Linked DNA regions of Rattus norvegicus: region 1 is linked to region 2. Evidence: chromatin contacts called from public Hi-C data. All regions are on one chromosome and are shown on one strand. Each heading gives the region's core, a stretch centred on a gene start, on an enhancer-like site or on the middle of the called end of the contact. The rest is flanking DNA. Distances are from core to core; before and after follow the strand shown. Region 1 overlaps Tsc22d1 (TSC22 domain family, member 1). Region 2 overlaps LOC134482155.

Region 1 (3,976 bases), core at 1,293-3,792, 280 kb before region 2:
CAACCACAGTTATATATGAGACATCGAGAAGCAGAGGGAAGCGAGACCAGGAAGGCAGGCAGGCAGGCAGGCAGGCATGGCTCCCACAGGACCTGCTGACGTATAGCACAGTGAGCACTCTGGAACTTGAAGCTCTGGGCAGGCCTTACTGTACAAATACCCATACGCAGTACTTTTAATCGAACCACAGGATGAAGGTCACCGCTCTGCAGCTCGTCTTCTAATGCTCCGGGCAGGTACTCCCAAGACACAAACTGAAGCAGAGGACATAAAGACTAAGTCCCTAGAAATCTACTGGGCTCCATTTTTGGGATCTATGAACCTAGGGAACTTGGTAGAAAAAGAGAAAATAAATGGTCTCTACCCAAAGTACAGGAAGCCATAGGCAAATACCTTTGAATGTTCAGAGTCGTCCTTGCTAATAGGTCTGTAAACCATCCCAAGGCCCAAGATTTCGTCAGTTTGAGAAAAGAAGGGGTGAAGATACAATATACAACACAGAGAAATCTCTTGGTATTTCCAACTCTAACGTAGGGAAAACCTAAGCGTTCACTGTAGAGACATCTTAACTCTGAGACAAAGGCGGCACGGACAGATGAAACAGAAGGGAGCGGCCCACTGATAAAGTGGGTCATAGGTATCCCATCGCTGTCACTCGATCCTCTCCCTCCCTCGACTTGAACACTGCCCTACTCAAACCCAACTTCAGACTCCTGGCTGTTTCTGCTTTTTATTTCAATTAGAAACACTTGAGAGACTTCACCACTAAAAATACTTTAATATTGTCCTGACAAAACAGAGCTTGTATTCGTATAAAGAGACAGAGTGTTTCAAGTCAACTGTGTCAAACAAGCCAGTTAATAAGCCTGGACTTTCGTGCAGGAATCCAGGCGAGGGTGAAACAGCGCCCCCTGCTGGTGATTCCTACAAGTGCTTCCAAACACAGGGAAAACCTACAGCTGGGGAGAGGGTATACATTGTAACCTGACATCATCCAGGGGGATAAAACCCGCTCAGGACATTCAATCAGGCTTTTGCTTACTGGTGCAAATTCTTCTCCAGGAGAACCTAGCATTAGTTTTTACCCCTTAGTGTTAAAGCTTCCCGAAGTCTCCATTGATAGTCTTCAGCGAACCAATGAAAAATAATCTAAAATGAAATGGGGTATAATATACCATAATGATAATGTCTATCATTTCTTTGAGATCATAGAAAATAAAACTGATAGCCAAACTGACATTACATGTTTAAACTGTCAGGAACTTAACATCAAGGCCAGCAGCTAACCTTCATCCTGAACACCCCTTCTTAAGCACCCCAGTTGAATTTGCTAGCTAAATGCATGAGCATGGGAGGGAGCTGGAAACCGGTGTGACCAGAGACCGTTACTGGGCAGCTGCGCTCTGCAAACACTCATGCAGAAGGCTGTCTCTGACACAGAGGCAGCCAAACGGCTAAGATTATGTTCTTCAAGTATTAAAGCAATGTGTTATTTTAGCATCCAGGGACTCGATAGTCATCCCTTTTATATGGTTTCTGTTAAATTTTTTTTAAATGACATTAGGCTTGTTTTATCCATACCATATAATTAGACAGGGCAACTATATGCCCTTTGTTAAATTATCCCAGAAAACTTCAGTGACCTCACTTTGACTGAGGAAACTACTGTGTGCTGGCTTAAATGACCGTATTTCAAAACACCCTTTGTGGCTGTTATTGGAGAAGTCGGCTTTTTGATAAACTTCAATTTGACTCAAAGGGTACTTCATGAAATGCCAGCTACGTATAAGGCACCGTGCTAGATTCTATGGAGCCAGTCACAGGATGCCCCGTCCTGGAGGTACCTCGGGGCAGATTTTTAATTTTAACATGTATCAATGGAGCTAAGAAGATATTTCAGTCAATATAATGTTTGCTGCACATGCAGGAGAGGACCTGCGTTCAGGTATCTACAACCCCAATGACGGGAAGTGGAGGCCATCTCAACACACCGAGTAGGGGGCTACTAAAAGATGACATGTACGATTGCCCCGCCTCCACATGCAGGTACACAGATGTGCAAGTGCATTTACATAAACAGAAACACACCTACCTGCACACTCACAGGGGCAATGGCAACAGCAAACGTTTCCCTACCCAAGTGGTGTCCTAAGTCTTTTAAACACTTATTAACTTACGGAGTCCTCACGATGGCCCAGAAGTGAATTTTATTACTGCTCCCAACTTAAGAGACGAGGAAAGCAAAGCCCAGAGAGATCAGAGAAGCAGCTGAAGGCCTGGTGCTGGCAAGAGGGGCAGGCAAGGGTGGGAAATGCGGAGAGGGTGGTATGAAAGGCCCGGGCGGGAACTTGTATAAAGTGCAACAAAAAATACATGTTTTCAAAGGAAAAAACATTGGGTAGGGCCTGCAAGATGGTCCCTAAATGGGAGGCCACTGTGAGGGGAAGAGGAAGCAGGGATCCTGGGAAAAGGGAGATACACAAGAGAAGGAACTGAGCTCTAGTCAGGTGTGAGCAAGGGCGCCCCCTGGTGGCCACCAAGGCTGTCTAAGGTGAGCGCCGGAGAGCGTTTTAATAAGAATAACACTGTGGCTGGGAAAGAGGAGAGGGCTTGGAGTCTGGCTGGTCACCAGTTTCTCTCACATTAGTGAGAAATCAAGTGTCTGGATGGTCTGTGCTAAATGGAGACAGTGGGGAAGGCACTGAGAACACAAAAGCAAAATCATCAAGACAGTTATAAAACCGTGGGGACCTTGCACTGCCCACTGCGTGTCCCAGTGCTGCGGCTCAGGAACGAGCAGGCTGGAGAGGAGTGAAGACAGTGTGAGGTGGCCAGCTGTTGAGCACGGGTGACTAGAAAACCAGGGCAATCCCACACAGAGGAGGAGCTCAGGCCACCAGGAGGCAGAGAACATGTTCCTGAGAAGAGCTGGGGTCATCGTGCAGAGCTGAGGAAGATGAAGACAAGGCACAGAGCTAAGGGGACGACCTTCTCGTCCTACACAAGAGTGTGGTGAATGAGGGGGAGAGCCAGGAAGAAAATGTCGGCAGTGTACTACCCAGAGGAGGGAGGAAAGACTAACCAGACAGAACTGGCCCGAATCAAAACAACAAGGTGATTAAAGAATCAAGAACCGAATTCTTTTACACTAAACTTAAATACCTTACAGGAAGTTACATTTTTCAAATTTACAAAGCTCAATAATTGGATGCCAATTTAAAAATAAGCAAATGCTATAGAAGCCTAAAACCCTTCGTTCTGGGAGACAGGGATATGTTCCCCCAAAAGAGGGACCCACGATAGAAACAAAAAAATCAATACTCGGTGACGTGCTTCCTATGAAAACTGCAGCGCAGAATGAAATCAGTGGGTTACAAGAAGTGGGAGGACTCTCACCCTGGCCCTCCTCCTCCAGATGTGCCGTGCATCCCCGGTCTCCCTGTGTGCACAAGTTCTCCCAAACTTCATCTCCGTCCTCAGAGCACCGTGAAACTCAGCATAATGGATGCTGACTTAGCACAGGGACCACACGGGTCCTGTGATAACACAGGGAATACAGAGACCTGTCCCTATGCCTGGGGAGTCAGATAAATACACGACGTTGTCAAAATAACACACAGCCAAACACACGTCAAACACTTTGAGCTCATCTACTGTGTGCCGAAGTCACGACAGGATTTGGAAAGATTTAACCTTTGACGCGTATCATATGATGCTTGAGGTTGGGAGAAGCTGACAAATACTTTCCTTTCTGTTTCAGCACTGCAAATGACCCAACTTTCTGCTCCCCGGACAGAAAATGGGAATATGGGCATCTTTCTAAGTTCACCAAATCATTTACAGTTAGCTTCACAGGGATGTTCAGAGACAGTTGACAATAAGCCTCTGAGATTAACACGTAAATGGGATTTGCCTAAGTTTCGTGCTAGGGTCGAGCGAGACCTGGACAGTCTCACACTTGCAGTTTCCATTTGGC
Region 2 (3,469 bases), core at 595-3,094:
ACGGTTACTATGTGACCATGTGACCAGCTGTGTGAAGGCTTTCGACTGGGTTGATTGGCAGGTTACTTAGTATCTCTAAATTTCTACCCTCCCAGTAAGAGCTGGGCTCCCCTCAGGTGGCCTAGTGAGTAGAGAGCAGGAAGTCTCCCTGGGGAAGCTAGAGCAACAGTGTACACACTGCTGGGGAAAGCTACAGTGTACACACTGCTGGGGAAGCAACACCTTCCCCCACCAAGCTGACAAAGGATCCAGTGTCATCAGGAACCAACTGACTGCTGTATAACTTCTGCCCACGGTGGTAAAACGCTGTGACCCCTAACTGCACACTTAGTCCAGCACCCCCTCTCTTCCTTCCCTGATTGTCAGAGGACTTAACAACATTCTCATGCATTTCTCTTGGGATGGGAGTTTTATTTCCTGTGCAAAAAAAGCGGGGCACTCACAGGTCCGGGAAAGCACAGCATGGTTCCAGTGGGTGACAGTCTGGTAAGCATAGTGACAAATGTCACAGATCTCTTTTTCCTGTAAAGTAGGAAAAAAGCACCCAAAAAGAAACCAAGAGGGCCAGGGTCACGTCAGTCACAAAAGGAAGTCCACTTTGAAGGGTGCTCTGAAGAGAGAAGTGGGCCTGTGAGAATGAAATGGGAAAGGATTTGAAGTAATACAGGCCTCCTGGTCTGGCTTCCAGCTCTGTAGAGAGAATATCGTGTGTATCGTATGGATGCATCACCTGTCAATCAAAAAAACAGTGGCCTATAGGGAAAGGTAGAATAGAAGGTGGGACGTATGAGGAGTCACCAGGGAAGTGGGAGGAGGACAGACCTTTGGTAGCTGAGCAGAGGTAACCAGTCATGTTGCAGAATGTTGATTAGTATAAATGGGTTGTTTTAAATTATCAGCTAGTCAGGGAATGAACAGCCTAGGTATTTGTAAATAGATGTTGAGTCTGAGTCATTATTCTGGGAGCCTGGGGCTGGGAGAGAAAACAGCCACTCATACAACTCCACTCCATCTCAGTGACTTGCCTTTAACCCAAATGCGCAAAGTATTTGTTGGTGCAGGGGCCGGGAACATTATGAATGGCTGTCATGTTGCGCTTTCTCCCTGTGTGCCTTCACCTGAACTTCCCGAAGGCAGATCTGAAGCAGAGGCCTGTAGCCTTGAAAGCCAGTCAAGTAGGAAACAGAAGCAGAAGGAAGCAGAAGAGGGAGGAGGAGTGACCTAAGGAGGCCAGTTACTGAGTAGCTGCCACCACTGAGTGCCAAGGATACGCTTCGGACACGCATGCAAGATGGATTCTCCAAGCGCTTGTTCCGTGCTTTAACTGCCAGGCTTGACAGAGGAATCACGGGAATGCCATCTGAAGTCGGCTCCTGCACGTAGGAGGAATTTCTCATCAGCTTGCTTCTACTGGTCACAGGTTCATCCAAAACACCCTAATACACACACACACACACACACACACCTGTGGTTGTTAGGTGGGTCCCAAGGAAGCAATGACAGCTGTCTTGGTGGGGCATTAAAAAGGTGACTAGTATCTAGGCAAAGCCTGTCCCACCATGCACAGGCAACTGGAGCCTGGGACTTGGGACTGGAGAGGCCAGAGAATCATCCATAGGAAGAGTTAGAAGAACAGGAGCACAGCAGAAGTCTGTATCTGCATGTCTAAGCAGCAGTTAGCCTAGTGCAAGGGACCTAGAGAAACTAAAGTGGCAGCCAACATTTGCTCAGATGGGAGTTCAAAGTCCCCTGTGGACTGCCCTAATTCATACTCTATCCACTCATTCAGCCTTGCAAATCCCAACCCTTCTCCCAGAGAGGCAGTCACCATCAAGGTGATAGATACACAGTGGTCAGCCTGTGTCCGAGTCCCAAGGCTGCCACCTACTGGCTATGTTAATCCCTGCAAGATTCCTAAACTTACTGAGCCTTGGTGTGCTGTTCTGTAAAATGGGAATGTGATATCACAGGCGAGCCCAGATATCATGTTTAACCTATTGTCTGGAACCCGATGATTCTGACAGGTAGAAGCTGTGGTGAGGATTGTGCCAGCAGACCCCATGTGTCTGCAGGGACCTCATGCCTCCCTAGAGAGTGCTAGAATAATATGATACCCCTAAATACAGCATTATGCATCTATTTTAACATCCCCTATGAGCAAACTGGAAGCTTGGTGGTAGCTTCATGTTCTCCCGTCTTTGCTCTACGTGCCAGGTTAGGAGTGGGTTGGCTCAGGCAGAAGGGAAGTGAGTGCTGGTGTGCTTTGCCCTGCTGCCCCATTCGTGGGGACCAGGGAGGATATCTAGGGGGAAATGCCCCAGATGTGTGAGAGCCCCTCAGATGGGTCCTTCAGCAGCCAGTCCTCACTTGACAAGAGGCCCTGCTGTTACTGCTGCTGCTGTTTCCTCTCCTTCCTCCTCCTCGTCTTCCTCTTCCTCTTCCTCCTCCATGTGTATTACTGTTGTGGTTGTTATCTTAAGACATGATCCAAGGCTAGTCTGGAACTCGTGATGCCCCTACCTCAGCCTCCAGATGTGTCGGGCCCTACACTGACCTTGAGGAGTAATCGCTGAACCTCACAGGGAAAGCTGCTCGTAAGGGACACACACCCCTAGGTGAAGGCATCTGCTCAGCAAACACTGAATTCTTCCTAAGCACTGGGCCAAAGTCAAAGGTTTTGTATGTATATGAGATGTCATTGTCTCCCTCTTGGTTGACTATGGAAAGGACTTCCCATTCTTTTGGTAATTCAGGAGACTGATCTATATAACTACTGTCCACCTCTCCCTCAACTGCCTTCCACAAGCTCCTCTCTCTCTCTCTCTCTCTCTCTCTCTCTCTCTCTCTCTCTCTCACACACACACACACACACACACACACACACACACACACACACACCCCAGTTCTGAAAGCCCCCTTCGAGGGTAGTAGCACCGAGATGACCTTTTACCACTCTACAAACGGGGATTCAAAGAGTTTTAGCTGCACACCACTTTCCTTCTATAGCCCTGAGAAGAAGGCTGTGTCCTGGTTGATTGGATGTCAGCTTGACACAAGCGGGAAGAGGAACCTGAATTGAGAAAATGCCCCTGTCAGATTGCCAGTAGAACATTTTCCTAATTAATGATTGATGTGGGACGGTGGGAGGGCCCGCCCATGGGGACGGACAGACACCTAAGCAGGTTGCTCTGAGTTGGGTAAAAAAGCAGGGTGAGCCATCCAGCAAATAGTGCTCCCTCCACGGCCTCTGTTTCAGTTCCTGCCCTGAGTTCCTGCCCTGCCCTCTGGAAGACAGATTTATAATCTGTAAGACGAAATGAACCCTTTTTGGCCGTGTTTTATCACAGCACTAGAAACCCTAAGACGAGCTACTTATCCCTTACACAGTGACCTAGGCCAGGGGCTTGGCAAGGGCTGGGGGTGACAGAAGTCATTCCATTGTGCTGTGAGACTCCCTGCTGTCTCCAGC

The links. A called contact is a pair of places that touch in the nucleus more often than the background predicts.
Region 1: a Hi-C map of kidney shows a contact between it and region 2, with 5 times the contacts expected there. The contact joins two enhancer-like sites. A contact is called at or near these places in 8 of 12 Hi-C or Micro-C datasets (the Rat2 cell line, Schwann cells, frontal cortex and 5 more).

The regions. Positions count from the first base shown.
Region 1 is chr15:58,208,442-58,212,417 of GRCr8, reverse strand. All of the region lies in intron 1 of Tsc22d1 (TSC22 domain family, member 1), which reads right to left. Among named protein-coding and RNA genes, the nearest start is that of Tsc22d1, 51 kb to the right of the region's middle. Within about 2 kb of position 2,542, at least 9 of the 93 cell types and tissues checked have an H3K27ac peak or open chromatin away from gene starts, as enhancers often do.
Region 2 is chr15:57,925,871-57,929,339 of GRCr8, reverse strand. The region is part of intron 1 of LOC134482155; the gene reads left to right. Among named protein-coding and RNA genes, the nearest start is that of Trnae-uuc7, 33 kb to the right of the region's middle. Within about 2 kb of position 1,844, at least 2 of the 93 cell types and tissues checked have an H3K27ac peak or open chromatin away from gene starts, as enhancers often do.